Linked DNA regions of Mus musculus: region 1 is linked to region 2. Evidence: chromatin contacts called from public HiChIP or PLAC-seq data. All regions are on one chromosome and are shown on one strand. Each heading gives the region's core, a stretch centred on a gene start, on an enhancer-like site or on the middle of the called end of the contact. The rest is flanking DNA. Distances are from core to core; before and after follow the strand shown. Region 1 has its middle 100 kb from the start of Gm11264. Region 2 has its middle 8.3 kb from the start of Gm46886.

What was found. HiChIP or PLAC-seq counts read pairs in DNA pulled down with a chosen protein or histone mark.
Region 1: a contact with region 2 is called in a FOXA1 HiChIP or PLAC-seq map of pancreatic cancer cells. The contact joins two enhancer-like sites. A contact is called at or near these places in 1 of 39 promoter capture datasets (3T3-L1-derived adipocytes) and 1 of 115 datasets of contacts at active chromatin or transcription factors (pancreatic cancer cells).

What each region holds. Positions count from the first base shown.
Region 1 is chr4:82,164,613-82,169,406 of GRCm38.p6, forward strand. No RefSeq gene overlaps it. Among named protein-coding and RNA genes, the nearest start is that of Gm11264, 100 kb to the left of the region's middle. Within about 2 kb of position 1,714, at least 34 of the 459 cell types and tissues checked have an H3K27ac peak or open chromatin away from gene starts, as enhancers often do. A contact at or near this core is called in pancreatic cancer cells, where this site is marked.
Region 2 is chr4:81,923,595-81,928,201 of GRCm38.p6, forward strand. No RefSeq gene overlaps it. Among named protein-coding and RNA genes, the nearest start is that of Gm46886, 8.3 kb to the right of the region's middle. Within about 2 kb of position 2,482, at least 69 of the 459 cell types and tissues checked have an H3K27ac peak or open chromatin away from gene starts, as enhancers often do. A contact at or near this core is called in pancreatic cancer cells, where this site is marked.

The sequences.
Region 1 (4,794 bases), core at 464-2,963, 240 kb after region 2:
CACTGACTGCTCTTCCAGAGGATCCAAGTTCAATACTCAGCACCCAGATGGTGGCTGGCATCTGTCTGTGATTCCCAGGGAATCCAATGCCTTCTCCTGGCCTTCATAGACACTACATGCATGTGGTGCCCAGAGACCCATGCAGACAAAACACATGAAATATGCATTGATTTGAGTTTTGAGATTCCCAGATCCATCTGTGAGAAGACAGAACAAAGACTAGTTTTCAGAGGGCTGAGTAGACAACAGAAACCGAGAAGCATCCATGAAGCTTAAACTTGGAGGCTCCCCTCTATCCAGAAAGAGAAAAGTATCTCTCAGATTTCAAGGATGGTCAGGCAGAGCTCTGGTGGTTTTACCCAATTGTGAAGTGGTCTGAAAATGTTCTTAAGCCAGCTAGTATTCTTACCTCTTTTGCCTGCACCCCCATGAAGACAAAGGACGGCTAGTGAATCTCATGAGGCCCCTATGATCTTCCACATTTACAGAGCCCCTAGCCCATTAAAGGTTACTTCTTTGCATCTGTCCAATTCTAGTTGGACTGGGATCCTCTGGGAGACTCCACTTACAAGGAGGCCATTCCCATGTTTCCTCATGTTAAAATTCAATGAGTTGTTATGTCTGCACACCAGTTCTTTTTGTCTTGAAAACATTAAAATTATTTTTGCCTCTGAAGGGGTTTGCAGCCCCATAGGAGGAACAACAATATGAATTAACCAGCACCCCCAGAACTCCCTGGGACTAAACCACCAATCAAAGAAAACACATGGTGGGACTCATGGCTCCAACTGCATATGTAGCAGAGGATGGCCTAGTAGGTCATCAATGGGAGCAGAGGCCCTTGGTCCTGTGAAGGTTCTATGCCCCAGTATAGGGGAATGGCAGGGCCAGGAAGTGGGAGTGGGAGGGTTGGGGAGCAGGTGGAGGTGGGGAGGGGATAGGGGATTTTTGGAAGGGAAACTAGGAAAGGGGATAACATTTGAAATGTAAATAAAGAAAATATCTAATTAAAAATAATTATTTTGCTTCTTAGCCTCAATCTTGACTTGGGTGGGGTTGTTTGTTTGTTTGTTTGTTTGTTTGTTTGTTTTATGCTCCAAGCGTGTTATCAACTAGTAAAACTCAAGTTGTTTTTCTTACATCTTACCTTACTTTCAGGACCTCTGTCATGCAGTCATGGTCTAGACACCATTATATGCCTTGTGACAGCACTTCACAGAACACCTGGAAGGCACATACACTGTAGATTTTGGTCTGCAGTTGGTCTGCCTATTTCGAAAATGAATATAACTCACAAAACAACAACAACAAACTGTGTTCAATAACTACTCTCAGTGGTGTGCTCACAGCACTCTAATACAACTTTTCATTCTACCCTCATGTTTATGGCCATCCAATCTGAGGCTGTCTGAAGATAACTGAGAAGGGAACTTGAGACCCTAAAGTTCTCATGGCTCCTGTTAGTGACCAGAACCAACTTCTGTGGACTCATGAACAGTTCGTGAGTCTTTGTGCACACAAAAGAAGCAGCAAAACTGTGTACTAGGAGAAAACTCCATATGCGGATATCGATTGTGATCTTAGAGGCATGTGGCCCAAGAAACAGCAAGTGGGGAGTGGGAAGAAGGTGTGCTCACCTCCTGGCTACACCCCACTTCCTCATTCCTGTCCTTCAGGGACTAACCACTCATCGGCTCAAATATTCTGGGAAATCCCCTCCGGCCCAATAATAGCTTCTAGGGAGTTAGTAATTCTATTGAAATGTACTTGAGCAGGATATCACTGCTTCTTTCGGCATAGAGGTGGAATGCTGAAAATTTTCAGAGGAATGTCTTTGTTTTGAGAACTACCTCCCAATAAATTATTTAAATTAGATCTGAGCATAGCAGATATGAAGGCAAGCAGGAAGAGCTCTTTCAAGTCCTATGCCAAAACAGGATTTATTTTCTTGCATGGAGAAGGGGAGATGAAGGGGAGACACAAGGAAAGGAATGAATTAAATGGTACTCCATAGCTTTAGGATGAAAGACACAGAACACATAAGAAGTACATGGTGGAGATTGGAGGTAATTTTAAGGTGCTTGATGTGGAATGTTAAGCTTAGTTAGTCCCATAGGAAGAAGCCTTTGTGACTATCAACACCCCTGCCATCCTCACTGATGGCATACATATAGTGTATGCTTTGCTTGGTTGTGGCTGGGAGAATGGAACAATAGGTTGAGATTTGCCTTCACTGAGAGTAGAGGGTAAAGCATAGATGGCAAGGCAGACCCCTTTCCTGCTCTGATCTTCAGTTCCTTAGCTCCTGTGAAAGAAGGATCAAACGCTCTCCAGCTAGGTGCAGTCTCCTACAAACTTCACCTCCCTGGCATCTGAGGAAACCACAAAAGAGGGTGTTCTCCATGACTCTCCTTGCACCTGTTTCTCCTGACACAGGGTGTGACACTTGTAAAGAATTCTCAGGCCTTCCACCTGAAATAAGCCATAAAATTCTCATATGACAGACATGTTCCCTATCCTATTCTCCTTTAAGGACAGAATCAGAACAAACAGGCTTTGGAATGTTCCCCCCAGTCTATGACACATGATCCCTGTTTTTTAATCTATCAGATAACATGTCTTTAAGATGCTCTGTTTTCACAAATTCAGCACAAATATGCACCCAACACCCTTATTCTTTGGGTCTTTGTTTCCTGGCAAAAGCTTCTGGTCTATTGATGGTTATAGTAAATAGTCTGTGCCTTGCTCTCAGTAATGAGTCTGTTGTTATAGGGACCTCCCCCTTAGACCCCGAATGGGAAGGAAAGATGTTTACTCTCTACATCACTGCTACTTAACTCTGCATTCCACAAGAACCTTGACTCAGAAAGGATACCTCCTTTGCTCTGAGAGTCATTTGATTTTCAAACCTCTTACACATGTCTGCATTTGAGTTAAGTCATCGCGGGTATGTAAATCTCAGTTAAATCTGAAAGCAGCACTCTAAGTGCATTACTCAGAAAGGCTCTGAGGTCTGCAAGTGTGCAGTGCTGGCAAGCTAATCAAGGGAAGTACCCCAATTTAGGCATTCGCTCTATGGCTCCACGAACTTGCAGCAGAGATCTATTAGAGTTGAGATTTCATTTTCCAAAAGGATTTTTTTTCTTTTGCTTTCCAAAAATATTCATACTAGCATTCCTTTAGAAAACCAACTCATCTAATGCACTCAAAATATGATTTAGTTGGCAAGATTGATTTATAAGTTACTTTTCAGGACCCCATCTATTGACTAACGAGAGGTATCTGCACTATGCAAAGCACTGTACTTAAGTACCTTAAGGAATAATTCTAGTCCATTATTTCTTAGCCCATTTAGAAGGCATTTGTGTTTGTTTTACAGCTCTCCTCGCTATTTGATTTATATTTATGAGACAATAGAAAAAAATATCTGGAGAGGTTTTTTTTTTAACTTAATGAGCAGACGGAACCGCACCGACCACAGGCAATGAGTATTGCATGGCCACCACCCCAGCTTTGTGCTGCCCTCCCCAGCAGAGAGAAATAAAAAGGGCATTTTGTCCCTTGTCTCACTCTTCAGAATGACATCATGCACTGAAGATACCTACTGAACCACTCTGTTGTAAATATAGACTTGTGGTTTGTGTCACTAACATAACTGGTCAGTTACAACATGTTGCATCTTGGTTAACCTTCACTAGTTATTTGTGGGAATATACTAACGACTGACCTACCCTAACTTGTCAAAATAATGAAAGGCGGTGTTGTGCAGCTTTTTCACAGCTCCATGAGAAGATAAACATTGCTGTAAGAATGCTGAGCCGGAGTGTAAATCTCTCCACTCTTCCGAAAGTAAGAGTGGGCTCTAGCACAGGTCACATTTGCTTGCAGTCATCTCTAGATATGCACAAATTTAATTAACTCAGTATAACTAAGCCTGTATCTGCCCTGTTTTGCATGTAAGTACACACACACACACACACACACACACACACACACACACACACACACCAGATCATCAGTTCCTGGGAGATATTCATATCTTTGATTCCACTTAAAAAGAAGTTTCTGGCATGTCTAGATTGGAAACCCATAAGACATAAAACTCATAAGAGCTAAGATGTAAAACCCCCAAGTTGGAAGTGACACTAGAACTTCAGCCCAGAGCCTTCAGTCACCTTTCTAGAAGGCACCTAGGTTTGAATCTTCTGTCCTCAGGTGCTGTGAGAAGCACAGAGAGAATAAATGTTAGCATTGCCTTCTTGTAGCACAAGTGTCCATCCATCTAATGGATGGAAAGCCAAGTCACCCAATGTGGAACCATATTGCTGCAAAGGAGCCTCTTTGGGGAACTATCATTAATGCAGAAAGGAAAACATATAGCTTGGAATCTAGTTTGAAGAGTACCTTCCCTTTTTTAAGCAGCAAAAAGGTTGAGATTTGCTTAAAATTGCACAAGAGAGTCTGCATTTAATGATAGTGCTGGCTACGTTTGGAAAATGAGGGCTATTATTTTTAGGAGAAACTCAGCGAAATGAAATATAGGATATAATCAGTGATGTGAAAGTTTTACAGCTTATTATACTTACACTTATTATAAAACACCTTCACTATTGAAATTCCTAAGCCAAAAATAGAAAGAACTTTGTCATTGTACATCTGAAATATATAATTCTAAATCCCTTCTTTGCCCATTAAAAGAAATTTTGATGATGTATATTTTCCAGAGAGTCTCCTCTTGCTCCCTGCCTGCCCTCACCAAAAAAAAAAAATTAAAATCTGTATTGGAGGATATGA
Region 2 (4,607 bases), core at 1,232-3,731:
AAGCGCAACATCCATGGGTGTCAATTGTCAGTACACATGTGCATGTGAAGTCCTGATGTGCAACCTACCTCGGCTATTTTTCCTGTATCCTGTAGCTACATTGTAAACACACACACACACACACACACACACACACACACACACACACACACACACAGAGAGAGAGAGAGAGAGAGAGAGAGAGAGAGAGAGAGAGAGAGAGAGCACAAGAATATTCCAACTGAGGAATATTCTAGAAAAAACATCTGTCAGTGCTCCTCAAAAGTATCAACTCAAGGTATTAAAGAACAAGGAAACTAGAAGTTGTTATCAGAGGACATGACACTACTGCAAGAACATTCATTCCCTAAATGCAAGACAGTATCCTGGTTGAGATCACAGGACAGGAAGAGGACCTTAGGTGGAAACTCAGTGGACTATAGTTTAGAATAAATGTGTGAATTGTGGTGCTGTAGTGATATCCCACACTACTGAGAGGCAGTAATAGGGAACCCGAATAATTTGCAGGAACTTCCCATACAATCATCAGAAGTCTACACAAATCCAATTATGTTTTAAAAGTGAAGCTAAGGAAAGAATACATAGTATATCTCTTCATAGGAATGTATAAACTACAACCATATTTTCAGATTTCAGCCTTCAAGGTAGGAGTCACAGGAATGTTCTAACAAGGGATTGTATAGTGTTCTTTCTCAACTCCTTACGATAAGCTTCCCTGCCTCTAGGGGGTGTTCAGTACTGTCTTACATTGGTAGAATGAGCACCTTCAGATTCTAAGCCCCATTTAATAGTATTAGCTCTTAATTACCTGTGAGTCAATGTAACTTCCACTCCCATTAGCATTCTCAGTGAAGTCTAACATCTGTCAGAATGATTGTTCACTCAATCACAGTATTAAAGCCTTATTCACTATTTAGCATACAGGTGTTTCACCTCCTCCAACAATATAAGGGAAGAGGGCATGATGGGTGCCAGTGGTTTTCCAGGTCAGTCTCTGGACACTGACTACTCTATACTCCTCAGTTATTTTTCGTGTGCTGGCAAATTGATGTTCACTTCTACACTAAGATCTTGCAATTCCCATCCTCTCCAAAGGATGAGAGAAGCCATGTCTCCCCGTATAAATCTTTTGTCCAGTAACTATTGGATCTGGGGCTTCTCTTCCATGGTGATGAAATAAATGTTATTTTATTGAATATCTAAAACCAGAAAGTAGAAAGGAAATCTTATCTATCAAAGCTACCAGCTGAAAACTAGAAATAAGTTATTAAAACATCAATGAGAATTTTTTTCTGTTTGCTTTGTTTGTATGTTTTATAGGATGTAACGCCCTTTCTCCTCTATTGCAAACTCTATACCCAGTCCTTTCTCACATCATTCAGCATGTGTGCATGTGTGTATGTATGTTTTTAATGAAACCACAGTTCACTTACAGTGCTTATTTCTGAGTCATGCAAAAGCCATCGAAGTCCTTTAAGGTCATGTGCTCCTGGAAGCATCAAGAAGAACAAGTTTCCTATACTCCTTAGAGTACTGGACACACTTAAATGCTTAATACACTTCAAATAACAAAATCAGTACACTTCATAAAATAAGCACATAAGATATACAAAGATTTGGCTAGCTTCAGTAAACTATGGGGTCCCTGTATCTCCTATATTTTCTCTTGTGTGTTCTCCAACTGTTGTTTAATGAACCCCATTCAGAGACTTCAGAGGAACGGGCTGTTTTATAAGGCAGTGGATGAATCCCTTTCTTGCCCTTGAACTTGTTAAGCTCTCCAACTTCTACTGCTTTGTCTGGCAGGCTGCTCCCCATCCTAATGACTTTTTGCAAGCAACAGAACCTCCTGGATCCAGCACGCTGCCCTGCCACATCTGCTACTAGGCAAACTTACTTCTGCAGCCAATGACTGGAGGCTTCTTCGCTCACTCTCTGTCTCTTTTTATGAAGTTTCCTGCACATAGCAATAAAAAGAAGGAAGAGGGCATGAAGGGGAGAAAGAGATAATGAAGATAGTGAAGAGGAGAGATGAAGAGAGGGGAGAGGGAGAGATGAAGGGGGAATGGGGAGAAAGAGAAGGAGATGGAGAAAGAGAGAGAGAGAGAGGCTATAAATATGGGCCAGTACCTAATTATAATTCAAGACATCCACAATTTAATAAAAACAAGTCCTCCAGAATGCAGCCATAAGGAAAGAGTTTCCACAATCTGTTCATCTGCATAATTAGTGATTGAGGACCTGGGAACAGTTGGAACATTGCTGAGGAAGGCCCAGGTCACATTATTGATAACATAAATAACAAAGATACAGATTTCCCCAAACTACAAACATCAGAATGTAACTAACAACAACCTAATAGGAGCACAGAAAACAAACAGAAAGCAGATAAACTCTGGAGCCGGGCGGGCACAGACTGCAGTCAAGAACATCACTCATCAGGCTAAACACCCTCAGGTTCCTTAGTCACCTAAAAACACGAGAACAGGAAGTCCTCATTAACAGTGCTTTCTGCAAAGGGTGTGTGACTACAGCTGTGAGTACACACGTTCCTTCGTACAGCAGACACACAGACTTTATGCTTTACACATGGGAATACACTTCATTTTGAAGAAGAAGAAAAAAAAGAGCCTGGCATTGCTAAGCTAGACACTGTTATTTAATATGCTGCCCAGGGAGAGGTGCATTTGAACTCAGCAGACTTCTATATAAAGGACTGTTATGTACCTTGAATAGCTTTAGGATGAATCAACCACTCTTCTCCATTATAAAACTATGCACTTCTTATCTTGAAAAGGGCTCTGAGAGAGAGGAGAGCAGAGTGTGGTCTACTCCGCTATCCATCCACTGCATTTCCACTTCTTCCCTTAGGACTGAGATGCACCGGAGTCAGCAGTATTTGGAATGAGCTAACAAGAGTCAAAGCACACTGAAAAGGAAGAGAAAGGCAAGACTCATTTCAAGTTCTACGTCTCAAGTACAATCATCGGCTTTTGATTCTAGCATAGGGTTTATATATATAAAGACATAATGTATGAATATCTACAAAACAAATATTAGCTACAGAGAGGTCACAGGTCATAGATCCGCTGAGCATGCATGACCTGAGAGTCCCAGAGAACCCACATTAAGACGTGCGTGTGTAAACATAAGCCATAGCCTGCAAATGCCAATGCTTTGTGCCTTCAGACAGAGTGAGCCTTTTGCTGTGTGAACAAAGAACTGTGTGTGAGCCCAAGTAGCATAGGTGCCAGCATAAGAGACAAGGAAAGAATGTGCAGTGTACATACCTCTGTCATGCACGACTGTCCCGAGGGGAAACACATGAATAGTTTCTACTTTTAACAATAGAAATGAAAATAGTCATACTTTTTTTAAAAAGTGCATGTGGCTTTATGCTTTCAGGCTCTGAAAACCACATGCATACCTGTGGTTTTGAAATATCCTTAGGACAGCAGTGGGGACGATCTTGTCTAACTGGATGAATGAGATGAAAGAAAAGCTTGTCCTTTCACTGGGAAATTAAGCCATTCATGTAGAACTGTAATAATTGTACGTTTCCTTATAGGGCAGGAGGCCTTGAAAGCCTAAACTTGCTGTTATTCAAAAAGGGAAAGCTATCAGGAGGCTTTGCACTCTGAATTAAGCAATGCATGGTTAACCTATGAAATACTTCTGTTCCATGAGTTCTTGGCCAGCTTGTTCGACTCACTCTGCTTGCTCCTATGAGCCTTATGTTCTTCTAAGGTCTGGAGTTAATGGGTAAGTAAGGCAGACAAGATATCCCTGCTCCAGGCAACTCAAGAACCTGTGAGAAAGCACTCACAGGCTGGTGCTTCACCAGTCCTGACCTTCTGGAAGTGAAACTGAGGGGCTACGACTCTGAGGTGGTAAAATCCTGCTGTCTCTGGGCAGCTGCTGTTGCCTGGTATTTGCCATTTGGTTCAGCAGCATGTCTGGCAAAGGCCATCAAAGGAGCTCTTGCAGGTGGTGAGAGGTAAAGGCCAGGAAGAGGGTGTCAAAGGGCTGAGTCCTGGTATAACTATGGTGGGATGAGGTTACATGCCACTACTACTCACAAATTGTGTCTGTGACTACCAAAGAAGTTGAATCTAACAGATGGTGCACAGTATACTTTAGAAAACTATGGCCAGGCTATACCTTTAAGTGGGTGACAAAGTTGGATTGAATGTAGCAGTTCCCAGACTCATGGGTTTCATAGGTGGTCACAGTTAAAATACAACAACAGCATGGAAGAGGCCGCCCTCCAGGTGCCAACTTTTAACTTCAAGCAGATACATTTTAAATGCCTAAATATTTTTAAAGTAGGAAGAACATGAAAATCCACAATAGCTGTTTGTAAGGAACTAACAGCATTTATAAGCAACATGCGTTAAACTCTTTTTTGTTGTTGTTTTTGTATTGTTTTTGTTTTTGGAGACAGGGTTTCTCTGTGTAACATTAAACTCTTTTGCAAGGATGGGGCTAAAGTATGCTGAGGTTGACAGTCTCCTTCCCTCCAATTTCAGCAGCTTCCAGTAAAATGCTGCATGGTTCTCTTAAAGTGTGGCTGGATGCTGGACCAAAGTGTCTGAGACCTCTGCATG